Regions from separate parts of the Sus scrofa genome. Here region 1 is linked to region 2. Evidence: chromatin contacts called from public promoter capture Hi-C data. All regions are on one chromosome and are shown on one strand. The core of a region is the stretch at or near the end of the contact, and the rest is flanking DNA. Distances in the headings are between cores, read along the strand shown. Region 1 holds the start of WDR75 (WD repeat-containing protein 75). Region 2 holds the start of GULP1 (PTB domain-containing engulfment adapter protein 1).

Region 1 (4,580 bases), core at 1,681-4,180, 990 kb before region 2:
AGATTAAATTAAATTAAAACCCTTCAATGTTTTCTCACTGCATTCAGGATATGATCCAACTTCCTAAGACAGACTCCAGTCTGACTGGAACTACTTTTTCACTTGAACAATGTGTTAAGTGGTCCACAACAACACCCTCACTCCCACCCATTAGCATTAACAGATCTTTTAGGCAGTGCTTTATGGAGATGGTGGTGGGTGAGGGTAGTGTTTGCCAAGAAAACTCCCCCTAATTAAGGCTACCTCAGAGGAAAGTAACTTCCTTACTCCTTGGCAGAGAATAATGACTTTGCCTGAATGCAACCCCCCACTCCCACCCCTCAATACTCACCATGCCTTTGCACATTCTGCCTTTATTTAGGAACCCTTTCTTTCTGGCTACTACTTGAAGATTCAGCTCAGGGTTCTTTCCACTGGAAGCCTTCCCTCATCTTCTCATTCCAGATCAGTGCCAGTCACATGTGAGGGACTTAGCTCTGTAACAGCACTTTCCACATACAGGCCTTCCCTATCAGACTGCTACCTAACACCTGCTATGTTTACCTGGTGATTTTACAGGTACTTTAAAGTCTACAGGCCCAGTATGAATCCAACAACTTCTTGTTAATCCTGATTGTTAAATTACTCCAAAACTCTGTCTTTTTTCTTCATCTTCAATATTATCTTAGTTCTGGGCAAAGCCATTTCTTGCTCAGATGCCTGCATTAGCCTTATAAGCCTTGGTCTATAATCATCTAGACTTTTCTCTCATCACTTCCCTTTACTGTATGCTATAAGTATACAGACCTTACACACATGACAACCCTCCCCCAACCCCAATTTCAAGTTGCTCACTTCGCATGATGCCCTCCTCCAATACCATGGAAGGGGCAAACTCCTGTTAATTTTTAAAGATCCTGCAGCGTGAGGGAAACTTCACTGTGTAATGCCTTCTATGCCATCACTGTACCTTTAAATATATTAGCCTACCCGCCTCTCATCTTTCACTGCGTATTATATAGTTTTACACAGTTTTCAGATTAATATTCTTGAGGAAACACAGTCATATTACCCTCCTCCCCCAACACCTTATTAAAAAATGCTCTCTTCGGACCAAACAACAACAAAGAACTGACTCTATGTTCCTTTTCCAATCTTTTTTCCCACTAACCTTCTTCATATACCATGCCTACTAACAGTATCTTAGCTCTTTGTTTATACTGTCCGTGTATCTGGAATGCCTTCCATGCATATCCCCTAGTCAAATACCACACACCTGCCTACATCTAGCCTAGATATTACTTTCTCATCAACCTGCTCCATCCTTCTAGTTTGAAGTGCTGTTTCTCATGGGCTCTCAAAGTGCCACAATGTATGAAACATCTGAGTATTTTCTTTTCCTCACTAGACTGAAAGCTCTGTAAGGTAGGATCAATAGTGGACTTATTTTACTTTTGTCACCTCAGCTTTTTTTTAAATTATGTAGCTGATAAATACTTAAAAACAAACTGTAGACCTTAGCAAATGAGATACAATAGATCCCAATATAATGAATAAGGTGTAGAAAACAGTACACTGGAGGAAGAAACTGGATATAAGTTCAAAGTGGTAGAACTCTAGCAATCTCTTGAAGCTTCAGTTTCTTTCTTTGATTCACAAGTATCAACGAAGCCCTCTTTATTGTAAAGACCAGGGATTCCTTTTTTTTGGCCACTAAGCTAATTTATGAAAGCTCCTTCAGTCACTCATGCATGCATTCAGTAGCTATCTGCTAAAGACCCATAAACAAGATATTGTGGCCATACAAACCTTCACAGACCACTATCTCTACTTTTCTAAAATAGAAAGGGTTTTAATTATCCATCACTGACTGAAAATCTCATTTTGTCACTTATAGATGACGCTGACAATACAGCAGTAATAATAATGACAGCTGACTTACATTGAACCATTAAGTGCCAGGCACTGTTCGATGCGCTAAGTATTTAGGCACTTAATCCTCTCAACAACCTTATGAGATGGATTACCAAATACTCCCGTTTTATAGAGGCAACTGAGGCAGAGATTAAGAACCTGCAGAGGCACAGAATAGATGAACCGGGTTTCGAACCCGCTAGTTTAGCATCCAGCTACACTGAACTCCTGATGAAGGGGACCAGGGCTTAAACATGCTTTTATCCCACACAGAATCTAATATTTTCCACGCAAAGCTCCAAAAAGGTGACCAGAATGGTTTTTTAGGGGGTAGGATATGTGGAGAACTCCCAATAATTAATCGTTCAGGAATTCCAAATCATGATTCGGTCCCAAAAAGGGATACTCATGGTACTGCAAGAACAGCGGCATACATATTTTGTACCTGGATCATTTTCCAGCCGCCCCAACGACCAGCCGATTCTAGACACGTGGGTCCGCTCCCGGGGGCCCCTCAATTTACCTGCAGATCTGGAGAGGGAGAAGCGCGCGCGCCCCAGTCTGCAGTGCCACTGGACTAACAGGTATCTCATTCCTCTTAACAGCTACCGGCTCCTCCTGGGGCCTGGAGTGCTCCGGGCGCGCCCCTTCCCGAGACCAGAACCGCCAGCCCGGACGCGCCGGATAGTTCTTCCTCTCCCCCCCGCTCCCAGGTGGTGGACTCAACGCCCCTCAGCCTGGCGGCAAAGCGCGGCGCACCCATACTTAGAATCCGCAGAGAACACCGCTCTCCTGAAGTTCAATTCGCTGCCGCCACAGCGAACCACGCGGAGACTCTCTTCTGCCACCATCTTCGCGCAAGCGCAGGCCCCGCCCCGAGCTTCCTGGACGGAAGCCGGTTGACAGGGCGTTTGTCCCGCCTACAGACTCCCACTCGGGGCTCTTCTAGGCCTCAGTCTCTATGGTAACTCTTTATGGTAAGACCCTGCGCCTGCAGGGCCATCTTTCGTTTGGGCAACCGCTCATTAGGACGCCTGTGAAGAAAGGTAAAAGTGAAATGTAGTCAAAGACGCAATGCATTTATGTTAGATTCTCCTAAAATTTTATTTAGTACAGATAACTTTCTCTCTGGATTTATCAGTCTGACTATAGCTTCTTCCGCTGAAAGGGAAAGGTGAACCAAACTGTGTCACGTGACCACCGGTCCTTTCCCATCCTCGCCGAGCTTCCCCTTTTTCTGAATCGGGCGCTTCGTGATGACGCCTGCCTTGTGAGCCAAAAGCTTTCTTGGTCTCACGGTTGAGTTCTTGGGTGGGGAGGTAGAATTCTCTACAGTTGTTTGTTTCTCTCATTAGCAGTCTCTTTGCCCTATTCCTCTAAGCGTAGCTCACGTTCCTACAGAATCTTCGCAGCTGCAGAGCCTTGCCTTTTCCTTTGGACATCTAGCTCCTCCGGGATTCTGGTTCTTATTTTTCTCCCCGGTCGGCCGATCTGACATTCCACTCTATCCTGGCCAAATTCCGTGGTTTTAGCTTCCGAAGCCCTGAATGCTGAGAAAGTTAATGTCTCCACATCCGTTTCTTTTTTATAAACGTATGTGTATCATTTTTGTTGTTCCTGTATATTAAGGGGTGCTCATTTTCATTCATTAATTTAAACATTTACCAATGCCCTCTGTACTGGCTCCCTACCACTCCTAAAGGTGAAGAGCCACTGTCAGCGTCACCTTAACAGGAACAGGAGATCTGCCTTGTACGTGGATCTCCTTAGTCTTTCTGGAGGCAAATAATTATTGAGAACCTTCTACATGTGAGACACAGTGCAAGACAAATGTGATCCCTGCCTTATTACCTTCAATGGGAGAGAGAGACAATAAAAATGTTTAATGTGACAATCACAATTTGTGTGCTGAAGAAAATAAAACAGTAATATGAAAGGCCAGTTTCCGAGGCGGTTTAGGCTTAACCTAATGAATATGTGTTTGTTAAGGTAGTGCACGTTAAAAAACAGTATTTTTAAAATGCAACGTTAATACAAATTTGATATAAAATAATTCAGTGCAGAAGTAGAATGGTCTTGGTCCATCCTACACCCCATGAATATCTCTTAACCATTAAAGGTTTGGCGTGTATGTTTCCTGATGTTTTTCTAAGCGTATATACACCTTAACATTATTCTTGAATGTAAGGCACCATGTATCCCTTTTCCCCCTCTATAATGCTTTCACTGCATTGTATACAGATTTTTATCTCTTTTTCTTAATGACTGCATAGCATTCATCGAGTAAATATGCCACAATTAAGTCATTCTCTCAAAGGTGGATAGTCATTTCCATTTTTTCAAAAAGTGGCAAATAGTGATACAGGGCACAGATTTATGACACTATTGCTGTATGAGGGATTCCTAGAAAAGCTGTGGGGTTGAAGAATATCTGCATTTTTTATTTTGAGAGAATGTTCTGTGGAATAGAGACGTGTTACTGGGAAAACCAAGAGGAATAACTAACAGCAGCCAAAATAGGGAACTATGTAACTTAGATTTTTAGTCTGATGTTTTGGGAAAATCCATAAGGAGAGGAAGTATTATAAGAGAGTATAAATTCTTAAGAAGAAATCCGGAGGGAAAAGGACTGAGGAAGTGGTGTAAAGCAAACGAAGTTGTCTATAAAGATTGCATCAGTGAGCAAT
Region 2 (4,504 bases), core at 158-2,657:
TACCGCGCAGCGCCACGCGCCCCTCTAAGTAGCGCCCACCAGAAAGAAATACTTGACCCACCCAGCCAAAGGGTAACCCTGTGGGCGCGGCCCCTGAGTTTGGGCCCTCCCAGCCTGGGCTTTAAAGAATCCGCGGCCGGGCCTCGGAGCTTCGCGCCTCCCCGCCCCCCCTGCTCACACTCCCTCCCGCGGCCAACAAAAGGGAGGTTAAGCTAAAGAAGTTTAGCTCCTGGGTCGCCCCGCTGTGACCCGGCGAAGACTTGCTTGCTCAGTCGCGTCTGGTCCCTACCCCCGCAGCCGTACTGACCACAGTCGACCCTCGGCTCCCTCCAGCTCCCGCCCGCCGGCCCCGGTCACCCGGACCAAAGTTACCACAAAGGGCTCCAGGAGTCGGGAGAACACTGCGTCCCCGACCTCGTGAGACTGACTCCTCGTCATCCCTGAAGCACTGCCACAGCGGTCGTCAACAGGTCTTATTCTCCTTCCTTGCCGGACGTCTCCCAAAGCCTTTCACTGTCCCAATCTTTGCAACCTGCCCAGCGGCAGCAGCGGCGGCTCACAGCCCCGCGCCCTCCTTCCCCTGCACCCGGCCGGGGCTGACCACCGGCCCGCCGTTTCTCAGGATGTCGACTTAAAAGGGACTGAACGCTACCTGGCGGGACGCTGGGGTTTGCAGCCAGCGAAGCCCCAGGATAAACGGCGTCTCTCCGTACCTTACTGACTGATGCAGTCGGGTCAGGCTCCGGGCAGGGGCGTGGAGAGCCGCGGCGTCCTCGGAACCTGGCGATCTCCGCTCCAGCACAGCCGGGGCGCCGTTTCCGCGGCCGAGAGGGAAAGTTTCTCTACGTCAACACCGTGCTGGACTCGGGACCCTCCGGCTCCGGTCCCCTCCCTCTACGCATTCTCTGCCCCCTCCCTCCTCTTCCTTAGCGGCTGGAGCCAAAACGCGCTGGCTGGCGGCTGGGGCTCGAGGCTCGGGACTCCGGGTCGCTCCAGGCTGGGAACGCGGGGCTCCCCCTCTCGGCCAGAAGGAAACGCTCCCAGTCTCGGCTGGTCTCCTTGGACACTTCCAAACGGGACGCCCGTGTTCAATCTCGCTGACTTTCTTTAATCTCTAATGCTCGCCTCCTGTGCGCCCACTGAGCTATGTGTCGTCTGCACGCAGGACCCATGGGGGAGAATGGAATGCGAGAGAAACCCGACTGGAGAAGGGAAGCCTTACCTTGCTGGCTTCTTAGCCGGCACAGAAGCAAAAATGCAGCTCCTCTCCCACCCCCAGCCCTCGTCCCCCGCCGCGTTTCCTTTCGAACCTCCTGCCTGAAGCACTGAATGGGGATTATTTGCCTTCCCTTATCTCTATGTGTTTCCGAACACAATCTTAAAACACTTGTGCTGCTTAACAACGGCGGAAAGAGTGTCAAAAGAAGCAGACACACGAATTTGAGTAGAACACGCCTTCTTTACAGCCTTTATCAAGAAAGCGTGGATACAGTGTTTGCTGTGGCTCTGACTGCACCTCTACACTTTTTCTCTATTTTTCCTCATTTTTAAAAAATTCAGATCGAATCTCTGCACTTTGTTATGCCTTAAAAATAAAAAAGAAAGGAAGGGAAAGAAAGAAAACTGCCAACACCACCAGATAATGCTCCTTTGCTCCTTTCAGATATTAACCTCAGAACTCAGGACTTCTACAGGTTCAAGGGAAAACACAGCAAATGTTCTCACTGACACGATTAACTTCTATGTGGGAAGAAGGACAAGGAGTAGTATCCTCGTTTAAGTGATTCTTTGAGAACAAGTGGAACTTTACTAAAGTTTTTCTAGACATTGCTCAGAATTTAGTTTACTAAATTTTTAATTTGAATGTGAAAATAGATGGAGAGGGGGGGAAGCATTTTGCAAGACTTAAATATATTGTGTTACAGTGGAATCTGGGGCTTAGAATCAGACTGGTCATATTCCTTTCAAGACTACACACTTATTCTCTACCCTAGGTCACTGGTCACAATTACAGCTGCCAAAGAAACTGTGTAAGAGAACTCATAGAGTCAAGATCACATTTACAGGAGTTAGAATAGCATCAGGCATGGAGAAAGTAGTCAATAAATATTTGGTTCTTATGTCACACTATATTTGTAACTAGAAGATAGTACTAGAAATTTCCCCCAAAGACTTTAATTGAATCAGTTTTCTTCTCCCAAATGCTTTAAAAATGTAAAATCACAATTTTTGAAATGAAAACTAAGTTTAGGAGTTCCTGTAGTGGCTCAGCAGAAACAAATCTGACTAGTATCCATGAGAAAGCAGGTTCGATCCCTGGCCTCGCTCAGTGGGTTAAGGATCCGACTTTGCTGTGAGCTGTGGTATGGGTCACAGATACAGCTCGGATCCCATGTTGCTGTGGGGTAGGCCAGCAGCTGCAGCTGCCATTCGACCCCTAACTTGGGAACAGTTGCAGGTATGGCCCTACAAAGACAAAACTAAACTAAATTTAGGGATTAGCTAATTCTAGCCAAACTCTCTTAATTTAAATACAAGGCAACTGAAGTCCAATAATCTTAATTGACTTTCCCCAAATCTCATTGTTGGGACACGCCAAATAGGGCCAGAAATTAGGCCTCTTCATATGTGGGCATTATTATCTTTTCAGTATGCTTCCTACTTTATTACAACAGCCAAGCACACAGTAAAATGACTCCACTGAAAACATGAATCATAGGACAATGTTGGTTGCTTTTTCTGTAAATAACAATATTCAATCACTAAAAAATGATGCTTACTTAATATCAAAATGATTATAAAAATAAATCAAGAGATAGCCCAATATGAATAAGGAAGTTGACCAGCTGATCAAACCCATGCTTCCATTATATAATTATAAACATCTCTGTGTTCTTTTAACACAATATTTGAAATTTTGGAAGTTGCCAAAAAGAGAAAAAATTATAATTTATATAGTATAAATATAAAATAAATTTAGACTATTATATAAATAATAGTTTATATAACTATTTATTTATATAGTTAATTTACATAGTATATCCATCATAGATGTAAGAATGGGGAAGCATGGATCCCTATAACTCTCTTTTTCCAGTCATGACATACAAGGCTAAAGATTACTCATTTTTATATTTCCTCCCAGTGTTTAGAATCTCCAAATTTGCTATTGCTCTGTAATTCTTAGAACCTGACTTTCGATATGCACTGCTTTATGAAATGGCTTAGAGGTATAAAAACCTCAAGGATGTCAGAAACAAGTTTTTAAAAACACTAAAATCAAATAAAACAAGATTTAAAATCAGATCTATAGCATGCCCCTGGAACTGAAGAAGGGAGATGCCAAGGAGAAGGGCTGCAGGGGTTCTGGCAGAATACTACCAATATGCCTAATTCTCCCCATAGCAAATACTCAGATTTCCGTTTGAAAAGCCTTCCCAGTCATCATAGGAATATATGGACCCTGATAGAGACTCAGCAGCCTCCCAATATTTTAAAATTAATTTTCTGGCTCAAGCCAGTTTCAAGTTACTCTTACTTGAACTAAAAGAACTTTGACTAAGACAGATCTGTTATTTATGGTGAGAATAACAATTTTGTTGCTGATTATTACAAAAACATACTCATGTACTGGTTGTTTAGCCGTATTACTGCAAAGCAATCAGTTAAAGTATTTGAAAATTTTTCTAAAAGGAAATAAAACACAAGATGGAATTCAAAATCTCAGTCATGTGAATTGAAAAGGGGTGTATTTCTTTTTTTTTTTTTATTTTTTTATTTTCCCACTGTACAGCAAGGGGATCAAGTTATCCTTACATGTATACATTACAATTACATTTTTTCCCCCACCCTTTGTTTTGTTGCAACATGAGTATCTAGACAAAGTTCTCAATGCTACTCAGCAGGATCTCCTTGTAAATCTATTCTAAGTTGTGTCTGATAAACCCAAGCTCCCGATCCCTCCCACTCCCTCCCCCTCTCATCAGGCAGCCACAAGTCTTTTTTCTCCAAGTCCATGATTTTCTTTTCTGAGGAGATGGTCATTTGTGCTGGATATTAGATTCCAGTTATAAGTGATACCATATGGTATTTGTCTTTGTCTTTCTGGCTCATTTCACTTGGTATGAGATTCTCTAGTTCCATCCATGTTGCTGCAAATGGCATTATGTCATTCTTTTTTATGGCTGAGTAGTATTCCATTGTGTATATATACCACTTCTTCCGAATCCAATCATCTGTCGATGGACATTTGGGTTGTTTCCATGTCCTGGCTATTGTGAATAGTGCTGCAATGAACATGCAGGTGCATGTGTCTCTTTTAAGTAAAGTTTTGTCCGGATAGATGCCCAAGAGTGGGATTGCGGGGTCATATGGAAGTTCTATGTATAAATTTCTAAGGTATCTCCAAACTGTTCTCCATAGTGGGCTGTACCAGTTTACATTCCCACCAACAGTGCAGGAGCGTTCGAAAAGGGGTGTATTTCTTTCTGTTATGTGCAACAAA

What was found. Promoter capture Hi-C pulls out the DNA fragments that hold promoters and counts their contacts.
Region 1: a promoter capture Hi-C map of fetal skeletal muscle shows a contact between it and region 2, with 3 times the contacts expected there. The contact joins the promoter of WDR75 here to the promoter of GULP1 in region 2. A contact is called at or near these places in 1 of 5 promoter capture datasets (fetal skeletal muscle) and 1 of 2 datasets of contacts at active chromatin or transcription factors (skeletal muscle).

What each region holds. Positions count from the first base shown.
Region 1 is chr15:93,979,404-93,983,983 of Sscrofa11.1, reverse strand. It overlaps WDR75 (WD repeat-containing protein 75), which reads right to left and starts at 2,930. Exons shown (of 21, transcript XM_003133536.4): 1 at 2,659-2,930. The coding sequence starts at 2,744. It also overlaps a transcript of COL5A2 not described here.
Region 2 is chr15:92,984,997-92,989,500 of Sscrofa11.1, reverse strand. GULP1 (PTB domain-containing engulfment adapter protein 1) reads right to left here and starts at 1,407. Exons shown (of 12, transcript XM_021075382.1): 1 at 714-1,407.